2 separate regions of the Arachis hypogaea genome follow, and region 1 is linked to region 2. A link is a contact called in public Hi-C data. All regions are on one chromosome and are shown on one strand. The core of a region is the stretch at or near the end of the contact, and the rest is flanking DNA. Distances in the headings are between cores, read along the strand shown.

Region 1 (5,310 bases), core at 346-2,845, 55 kb before region 2:
TTTAAAAAAAAAAGTTAATTTGATTTTGATCCTAATTTAGGAAGGTTTTATAATTTGAGGTTCATTTTGATTCTAAATTTAGAAGAGTTTTCATAGTTTAGGGTTAATTTTGATTCTGATTTTAGAAGATTTTTTAAAATTGATTCTTATTTTAATTTTAGAAGGATTTTCGTAGTTTAAAATTGATCTTGGTTTTGATTATTCTAAAAGGATTCTTATAGTTTATGGTTGATTTTAATTTTGATTTTTGAAGAGATTAACGGTTGGAATGAAAAAGATAAAGAATAATTTAAAAATTTTAAAAGTATTTTAATAGAGTCCATTCTAAATTTAACAATTGGTTATTATATTGTCGAAGAAAATTAATCTTTTATGATTATAATAATTTTATTTTTTTGGTTAATTTTGTCAGTATATAGATTTTTGGTGGTAAAAAATAATTATTTACTCTTATTTTATATTCTTAATTTAAATATTTTGTCTTTTTTAAAATAGAATCCAATTATTTTAAATAATAGCCTACTACTACTTCAACTGCTCACTATTATTTTTGCTATTTTATATTTGTATTGATTGTCAGCATATTAAACTTATTTTGATGTGTAATTCTAATTAAAAACTTAATTTATTTTGATACTCATTTGGTATATAAATTTTTTCTGTAACTATTCAATTATATATTGCTAAGTCAAATCAGTAAGTACAGTAATTAAATTTACTCCTGCTATTTATTTTTAATTTTTAATAGCAATCCAAATAGAAGAGTATAATTAAGGGTTCATAATTAATTAATTAAAAGAAGTTTACACTATAACAATATATTAAAATTAAACCTTATAATTGAAGAGTAACAAAGTGATAAAGTGGGCTTTAGTTTTCTTATTTTGTATTGGATGCAATGCCTCACAACGTGCTTCAACGTGGTGAACTTTAATTTATGAGCCAATATTATTTTATCTGGCTTTTTACTGGCAAAAAATCAGGTTAAGCATTCTCTTTAACTGGCAAAATTTGTTATGTAATTTAAAAAAAAAAAAAACTAGGTAATCAATAGTGTTTTATTCGATATATAATTAATAATCATTTTTATTTTTTTATTTTGTAAAAAAAAAAGATATAATTTTTAATAGTTAGTTTTTCTTTCCCTTATATTGGACATAAAATTATTGATCATATACATATAGCATGATTCTTATTTAATTTTGATAATTAGCTGTAACCTTTAACTTTAATTGTCACTGATAGCTTTAACATATATACAAGCATATATAAATATGATAATTTGACGTATTTGATTTCAACAAAAGCTTGAGTATGTATTCACACAAACAAACAAAAAATAAAATAAAATCATTAGAACTCAATTATTGAATGGGATGACAAAATGGATCAAGTAAGATATAAATGCATGGGAGTGGGACCCGAAAATTCATCAGTTATTCACTTATTATACCTGCATTTAGTCATTTATCACCCTTATTATTAGTTTATTTTCTTTTTCTCCGCTTCTTTTTTCTTTATAGCAGATATAAAGAGACTAAGAGAGCAATAAGTAAAGGGATGAAGTAGAAATTAAAAGGGTATATTAGTACTTCATCATTTGAAGAGTGGGAAGTGTTGGGAGAGAAGTAAGTTAGGTAAACATCTATCGAATGATACGCAAGGTGACACCGTGTTAAAATTATTGCTATACATAAAAATGAATAAAAATAGCTATATAATTGAGTGCGATAGAGATATGTAACATTATTATTTTTGCATTTTATCCATATATATGTCTTATTTATAGTCATTTAATTTTATACGATGGATTTTAATATAATTATATTATGGTAATTATGTAAATATTGTTAATATTAAAATTATATATTTTTTAATATTATAATAATATTTTTTAAAATACTGTAATCACTATAATTATTGTAATATAGTTATATTATATATTAATTCAATAGATATTTTTTACTAGATATTGCATGGGGATGTGATATTATATTAATTTGATGTAATAATAATAATAATAATAATAATAATAATAATAATAATAATAATAATAATAATAATTTCTTTGATTGATGCCTACCGTTCATTTGTTTGTTTTATAAAAAAAATTTTAAGTATATCATTACACCGATATTTCAGTAACTTTTAATCGTTAATTTTAATTATATATATTATATATATTTTTTATAAATAAAATCAACACTTAAAAATCAATGAAACATCGTTATATCGGTATATTTGAAAATTTTCATATTCCATATTGTCCTATATCTCCTGTGTGCTGTAAAAACTGAATAGTTGTTTGTCTCTTCCCTGTAGCTTCCTGCACTTCATTCTCTCTTAAATACCACTATACATATTATTATGGTTATGATTTGCATCTAGCCCAAATTAAAGTTATCATGTTTTTCTCATCTTTCTTTCTTTATATTCTTAATCTAATAATTAAAGTGTACTTGTTATCTATCATATGCTTATTGTACAATGTGCATGCATATGCACATACAGAAAGGAAAGTCGGTAACATTAATTGATGACAGGGAATCTACTAAAGTTTTGTTGCAGCCAAAAAGAAGAAATTAATCATGATTAAGAATATGAATGAACTCATCAACATAGAGAAAAACAATATAACATTTAATTTTAGGCATGTGTCATTTTATACACATATATAAACACTTGAATTAGGTCTACAACTAAGAACTTAAGCACCTCTAAACCAATTGCAATTAATGAGCAATGCCTTGGCTAGCAAGATCATCCAAAACTTGCATTAATATTTTACTGGGTGTTTGTTAGTGTGTTTCACTTAATGTTTTGGGGGTGTTAGTTTGATTAAAAATGCCACAAAATATTGAACAATTTTTTTGTAATTTATTTCTAGTTGTCAATTATACCCTTGTTAAATGAATACTTCACCTTCCACATTCTCATTTTCATGCACTACTTCACACAATATAATTGGGATGCATGGGAGAAGAAACAATATGCACAACAATAAATCAAACACTCCACTATATATTCTCATTAATTACTCTATCATAATGGGTTTGGTTTTCTATTTTGACACTCTCATTTGGTAACTTCTAATATACATCTATGCTTGAGTAGATATTTGGATGTTAATTGAAATGTTATTGAGAACTAAATGTGATTTTGTGTTTTTTTAGGAACGAAAAATTTAGAGTTTGATATTTGTTATTTTAAAAAAAAAAATTTAACATAAAGCAAATAAAAATTTATAAAAAATTATACAAAAATTCAAACAAACTTAAGAAAAATTCTTACTTGTAAAACTATATTAGATATATAATTGTTTATATATTTTTTGTTTAAGTTTTTGGAAAAAAATAGTTGAATAATAACATATATAATCGTGTATTGTCATATATAAATAAAAATAATTAATTTTTAAATTTTTTATTTAAAAAATTATTTAAATATATAAATCTAATTAGATGATTTTATTAAAATACTTTACATAATTATTGTATTAAAATTAAATTATACATTTATACCGATCTTTATTGTGTGCTTTTAGACTACTTGACCAAAAGTAAATTATTACTTATAGGAAGATTTATTATATATGATTTATTATCGATAAAAAATTATATTGAACCTAAATTATAATAATACATACAAATCAATTAAAAGGCCCCACAATAAAATGAGCCAACTTTAAAAGTTTATGATGTGTTTCACTAATTGATGCATTAATTAGATTAGGATACATTACTTTTGCATGTTATTCTTTAACCATATCCGGCGATGAAGGACAACTCAGCTACCATAGGTAAATAAATTTTAGTTAATTAGAAGAAAACTACCATATACTATTACATTTTATCATCTTTAATTTGGAAAACTTTTAACAATTTTGTTTTATTTGTGTGTGTGGGACTCTACTACAAAATTTAATTTTCATCATACAGCTCATAAATAACTTCAATAATTGCCTGCCCATGAATGTCCTTATATTCGCCAACCAAGAAAGAACTAAATTCCTAAACGTTCGATCTGCCTTTGTCTTATAACTAACTAGAAGATAGTAGAAGGGGGTGATTATAATTTATATTGTATTCCTTGGAGTGAAAGAAACCCCTCTTTAATTTCTTATTAAAATTTAAAATAGTATTTAGAAATATGATGGGATTAATTTAATTTCAATTTTTTTTCCAACCTATATATCACTCACCCCGCACTATTGTTAGGAAACACATCCTATTAATTTGACTTGAAGCATCAACATTTATGACAGATATGAAATAATTTTTGTATTTATGTTCAAAGCGGTTACAAAATAATTTTATAATATTAATGTTTTTATAATTTGTATAGAAAGTCTCTTCTACAGGTTGTGAGACTTGCGAGTCGTGGCGTTTGTCGGATCGTCTGACTGGAGCGATAGAAGGTGATACCTGCAAAGACACTTTGATGTTTAAATTAAAATAAATCTAAAAGGTATAAAATGTGTAGAATGAATGATAAATTTGAGAAAATTTGAAACTCTCCTTTATATAAATAATGATAATTATCTTATCTTATTTTATTTGATTAAAATAAAAAAATATTTAAATTTAAGTGTTAGTTACAAATTTAGTGGACCGATTTCAAATCTTCTAAAAGGAGGGAGTAGATCAAACCCGAATAACCGGGTCTAAAGACTATAGATACGAGATCCAAAAATTGGATCCCTAACATAATTAAAATGTTTAGAATTTAAATTAACGGTAATAACTAATAAGTCAATAACCATTTAGCGCATTATCATGGCTATTTACTTTAAGATTGGTCATTAAAAGATCTGTAATAAAGAGTTGTTAATTGTGTCATGAAATTATTTTTTTTTAATTTTAAATTGATATAAAAAAGTATATAAATTATTATATTTCTAACACATTTTTTTAAACAAGAATTTCAGATTTTTTAGGTTTGCTTAAATTTTTACTTAAACCGTTTTTTTTTGCTATTTATCTTTTTTTTAAAGATAACAACTACTAAACTCTAAATTTTTTAATTATAAAAAATTTGATATCATATTATTAAATTACTTTTTTAAAAAATTTAAATTAATACAAAAATATATATAAATGATTATATTTTTAGCGGGTTAAATAGAACTATTAAAGAAACAGATAATAATAAATTGAGCGAAGTATATTTTTGAATTATGAGACATATTACTAAAACATATATTTGTATATGATTTGAACATTGAAGTGCTTTTTATAAGTATCTATACTTTTTTTTATTTGTGTATATTTTATTTTGGTGAAGGAACAAGAACTGGATGATACTACTAAT
Region 2 (5,838 bases), core at 1,646-4,145:
AACGGTAGTCTGGAAATTGACACAACCTTGACTAATATAAAATATGAGGAGTAGAGAGAAGCATCTTCTCAATTTTTTTTATTAATAATTGAGTGAATAAAATATGATCTTTTAAATTTTATCTTTAATTTTATAAATTGGATTAAAAAAATGAAAAAAAGAGAACGCAATAAAAAATTAAAGATCACATTTTATTCTTTCACCAAAAGTAACCATAGAAGATTATAACTCTTCGTATGTTCACAATTGATTAGCTCTATTTGACAAAAATAACCACGGCCACAAGCCATACTCTCATAGCTTTGATTTCACCTTTAATCTTCTTCTCAACCTTCATGTCCATGTTAACATTCCTCTCCCTGTGGTCTATTGGAGCAATCGTCACATCAATACTACATTTATGTTCATTGAAGATTCTAATCAAACACCTTGCAAAACATTGCTATTCCCCATCAATTTCATCAATCCAAACAAAATAATTGCAATTTTGACTCTACAAAAGCCAAAAAATTGAAATATCAGAGATGCAGAGGAACCCTATACTTGTCTAACTATTATAAATAATGTTTCATACCTTCGAAGAAGGGCAACGAATAAACCATCTTTCAAGATTAGTAACCGTCAAAGATTCCAACAAGACAACATACTCACTTAGTAACATCTTCTATCTAGAATTTTCTTCTTCTTCATCTTCGAATGTGAAACTTCTGAAAATCTGCTTCCTTCGCTTGTAATTACTTCTCTCCTGGACATTACTCGAATTCTATGAGAATAAATTAATTCAGGGTTCTCCTGTGGAGTAGCTCGGAACGATGGATGATTGTGCTCAGATATGATTTTACCCTGCAAAAATTGGGTTCCAACTAAGAAGAACGAAGAAAACAATCCACGTACGTCACTCTGTTAAAGCTACATCAGACTTGACTATTTTTGACAAACGGAGTTAATCAATTATGAATATATGAGGAGTTATGATCTTCTATAGTTACTTTTGTTAGCGAATCAATCTTTTATAGTTATGTTTGGTGATTTAGTCTTCAATTTTTTTAATAATTAAGATAATCTATTACCGAAAGTAAAACTTTATATCACCAGTCCTGCATTGTTCAAAGACAAAATTTTACGTAAAATATTATTTTAGTTTTTAATATTTGTATTATATTTTAATTTAGTTTTTAATATTTTAAAATTTTTATTTTCATTTTAAATAATTTTAAACATGTTTAATGTAGTTTTATCATTAAATTTAACATTAATATTAAATAGAATGAATGAGTGACGTAAACATTAATAAAGTTATTAGTTAAGTCATATTTTTTTCTGTCTTAAAAAAGTATAACCAAAATTTTTTTGTGAAGATTTTTTTGTCAAAATTTTTTTTGGTAAAAAACTTCAAATTCTAACAATAAATCATCAATGTTTCAAAATTAAAAAAAAAATTTTTATATTAGTGATCATTGGTTGATCAATTTTACTTATATGCTAATCAAATGTTATTGGTTCTTTAATATACGAATTGTTTATGTCAAATTTAATAGTAGGATAATATTCAACCTACTTAAAATTTTGTTGAGATTAAAATAAGACGTTTAAAAATTTTTGGGATTGAAATAAGACATTTAAAATATTAGAAACCAAATTAAAATTTGGTCCAAACGTTTAAAATCAAAATAATATTTTACTCTAAAATTTTTTTATTTTATAAATATAAAACATCTTTTAATTTATGAGCTAACTTTCAATTCTATTTAGTGACGCCAGTCAGTGAGAAATTAATTTAAGCTAAAAAGTCCAGCAACAATTCGGTAAAGAAAAAGCAAAGTTTTCATATTATTGTTATGGGGAAAAAAATTGAGACTTATTGTTATGCAAAGCGTAAAATTATATTCATACTATGATATACGGACTGACAGTAATATGGAACACGTCGACATGCAATTTTTAAAATTTTACATGATACGGAGACACGCATACATATAAAATATAAAGTATTTTTTAGATAAATCGTGATGATATTTTGATATTTTATTAATATTAAAATATAAATTAAATTTTTTAATTATTTTAATGTCTTTTTTAATTATATCAAGTATATAAAATATTTTTTTGTTTTAATAAATAATAATATATACTATATCTAAATTTATTTTAAGAATATATGTTAAGAATAAGACTGGACACGCTGACACGTGATACTATTTAGGTGTGTCCAAACGTGTCTGGAAAAGAATTTTTTATTTTTTATTAAGATACGGTTGAATATAGCAAACACGCATATCAGATGAGTGTCAGTAAATATTGTGTTCAAAATATATCTGACACGCGGACACGACAACTCAGTAAAGTATCTGTACTTCATAGTATTCATATATATATATATATGGTGCACATGCGCAGTAGATGTTGTTATGTATAACAACCATGTAATTCTCACCAACAGAAAATTCCCAGCATATATAATGCAGCTATCACATTTATTTTTGTACTATCAATAGCACGCTTATGTAGATATGCAAATTAATTATGCACACAAATGGTTGCTAGAGATATTGCTATTATTATATATTATATATATAGTAATTAAAAAAAAGAATTTACTTTTCTATCTAGTGCTTACATAATTATTATTCAAGTACCTCAAAACGTTAATTGCTATATATATATTGCATTATATAACCCGCTAATGGAATTGGGTGTTTGTGCTGGATATATATAGATGAAGGACTAATGTGTCGAACAATTAGAGGCTTTGGAAGGGACCATATATGTTACTATGCATGGTTGCTATTTGAAGCCAAACCAGGGGTAGGTCATAGATAGGACCCATCCCACATGATGATCATGATCCTATATATAGTATGAGCATTATTATTATTATTATTATTATTATTATGATAATGTACCTCTTGTGCAGTCACTAATAGTATTTGCATATTGTATGTGCATGGTAGAATTTTTCATATGCTATAAGTGAGAATGTAGTTTTCATCAGCTTCCCTGGTTAACATGCACGGCCTCTATCTTATTTTTTCTTTCACTCACAGAGATACGGAATTTAATGCTTTATTATTATTATTATTATTATTATTATTATTATTATTATTATTATTATTATTATTATATGCAGCTTCATATATACTGGCACGGAAAAACAAGAGAAAATGACACTTTCTATCTTGGCTTATATGTCCGTACACTTTGGATATATGGAGTTAATGCATGCATGTATGCAATTAGTTTGTTAGTTTGATTCAGAGAACATATATACAACTATGTAATAGGAACAATTAAAGTAAACTACCCACTTATATCAAGGTTTTACTTATCCAAAATGGCTTATTAGTAGTGCCTTAGCTACTACATAAACATATACGATATAAATTAGAGAATTATCTTTTCATTTTAGCCAATATCATTCAATCTTTTTAAAATAATTTTTTTTATCTTAAATTTTAAATTTTAAATTTTAAACTCTCAATTCTAAATATTAAATTATAAATCTTTTAAAAAATAAGTTTTACAATTAAAAAAAATTGACTAATATTAAAAAATTAAAAATTAGTTTTTTGTACTTATTTTATTAATTATTCTATTTCGTTGTACTCGTACTATTATTTAGTAGAGTATTAACACATTGCTTGAAAAAAAATTACAATAGAACTCATCATATTTTCTCATATTTTTTAAGTAAGTGTTATGAAGTTATTCTTTTTGAACTGAACTCTAAACTTTTAAATCATAAAAATTTTGTTATCATATTATGAAACTATTTTTTAAAAAATTTAAACTAATAAAAAAATCTACATGAATAATAATATCTCTAATAATAAATATAAAATTGCATTATAGAATTAGTTTTTTTTGCCTATATTGTACGTATATTTAATTATTTATTCAATCAATCCATTCCTGCTTTAGAGAATTGAGTAATGTCTTCTTTAGAGAATTGAGTAATGTCTTCGGAGGGAATGGTTTGCATTGCAAATGCATAAAAATTAAATTCTTCAATATATTTTTATTTTATTTTTTGGTCAGGCAACAAATTTTTGTTTTGATCAATCAAATGTATTAATGATGAGCCCAAAGAAAATATATATTGCCCAAACATGCTAAAGAGTGGGAGCGGGATTATGTTCTTTCTTATTCAGAGCCCAAAACTATTGGACATCCACTTCACAATTTAGGTCCTATGACTTTATTTGAAGGATACAACAAAAACCCAGATAACCCAAAATAGAAAATAGTAAAACAAATCCAAAACGTATCTTTGTATTGTAATATACAAATATTTGTCACTGAGTTTTTGTTTTTTTTTTTTTTTTTTTTTGGTTTAAAAATTGGGTAAAGAAATTCAGGAAAAGAGAGTTCTAGTTGCAAACCAAGCGCGATAAAGTTACTCTTTGCTCATCTTCAGACAAGAAAATTACTATCTTTCTTAAAAGAGTATCCCAAAAATAAAATTTTATATCTAATTCTAAACTTTGATGCGCCAGACAATCAACACATTTATTGTCTTCTCTATAAATATTTACAAAGAAAATGTTCCATTTCCTATTCTTCCAATTATGAATGTTTCTGATCAAGACATTTGGATGATTTTTTTTGTTTTTTAGACTGTTGATAATCTCTATGACAGCCTTTGAATCACACTCCACTCTAACTTTTCTCAAATTCATAGTTCAGGCCAATTTGAGACCCTGATCTATTTCTTATAACTTTGTTTTGAAGGCAGCTGTTGTTGTACGAAAATCTCCCTATCCATTTACTATTCTCATTTCTCAATAAACCCCGCAGCTAGCTTTTTTGGTGAACCCATTCATAGACCCATCAATAAGAAAGGGGTGCCATCTAATAAGTTGTTCTTCTTTGGGTCTTCTGTAAATTCTTCTTTGTTCATTGTTGAATGCTTCCCTAATCTCTTCTACTTCCTTTAGAATCGTGGACCTCCTGATTTCTCCTCCAGATCTTCTAGACAGCGACAATGAAGATGTCTTTCCCCTTGAGGTTAGGGTTTATATTCAATTAGTTAAATAAGTTGAATTTTGTCCAATCTTTAAAGTTGAGGGCAAAAAATTTAGGTACTTCTTTTGGGTTTAACAAATTCACCCAAATCTGCATAAGTCTGGTGCAGTTTCTTAAGGCTCCGTTTGGTTCATGTCTCACAAAGGTTGAGACACATACACAAAGACATAAATATTGAGACAGGCACACATACACAAAGACATGGTTAAAAAGTATTGTGTTTATCAATTGGAAAAACTACCATTTGTACCCATGAACTTTACGAACACTGACAAAAGTACCCATGAAAGAAGAAAAGTGACTTTGTACCCATGAAAGGCTGGATCCGTCTGTCGATAGTACTCGAACGTCATTAAAACGTTAGCTCCGTTAAGTTAAAAGCCAACGTGGAACGTTAACTGCTTACCTGGCTTTTGAATTTTAATTTGAATTTTTTTAAGAACCTTCCAGGTGGATATAGAAGAGAGAGAGAGAGAGAAAGAGACGTTAGAGTCACTTCGCGCCATTCCATCTTCTTCCTCACCACCCTTATGCATGCCCTAACAGAGAGAGATGTGAACCACGTACTGAAGCGACGCCACCAACCAAGCCGCCCAACCACCTCCGTCCGCCCAAAACACCACCGGCGACCAGCATCACCCAATCCTTCTTCCATTTTCTTCTCCCTTTCTCTATTTCTTCCCTCCTTTGCGCGTAGTCACTCTGTCTCAGCGCGAACAGCCCCTGCTTCGCATCTTCCAGTCCGGCGAGGAACCAAGGGCGGCGAACTTTTGTGCCGATGTGACCGCCGCTCCTCCGCGTTGCCCAATTTCTTCG

The links. A called contact is a pair of places that touch in the nucleus more often than the background predicts.
Region 1: a Hi-C map of leaf shows a contact between it and region 2, with 2.9 times the contacts expected there. The contact joins two enhancer-like sites. A contact is called at or near these places in 4 of 8 Hi-C or Micro-C datasets (leaf and an unstated tissue).

What each region holds. Positions count from the first base shown.
Region 1 is chr19:150,840,531-150,845,840 of arahy.Tifrunner.gnm2.J5K5, reverse strand. No RefSeq gene overlaps it. Among protein-coding and RNA genes, the nearest start is that of LOC112779599, 45 kb to the left of the region's middle. Within about 2 kb of position 1,595, at least 3 of the 3 cell types and tissues checked have open chromatin away from gene starts, as enhancers often do.
Region 2 is chr19:150,786,683-150,792,520 of arahy.Tifrunner.gnm2.J5K5, reverse strand. No RefSeq gene overlaps it. Among protein-coding and RNA genes, the nearest start is that of LOC140182478, 7.4 kb to the left of the region's middle. Within about 2 kb of position 2,895, at least 1 of the 3 cell types and tissues checked has open chromatin away from gene starts, as enhancers often do.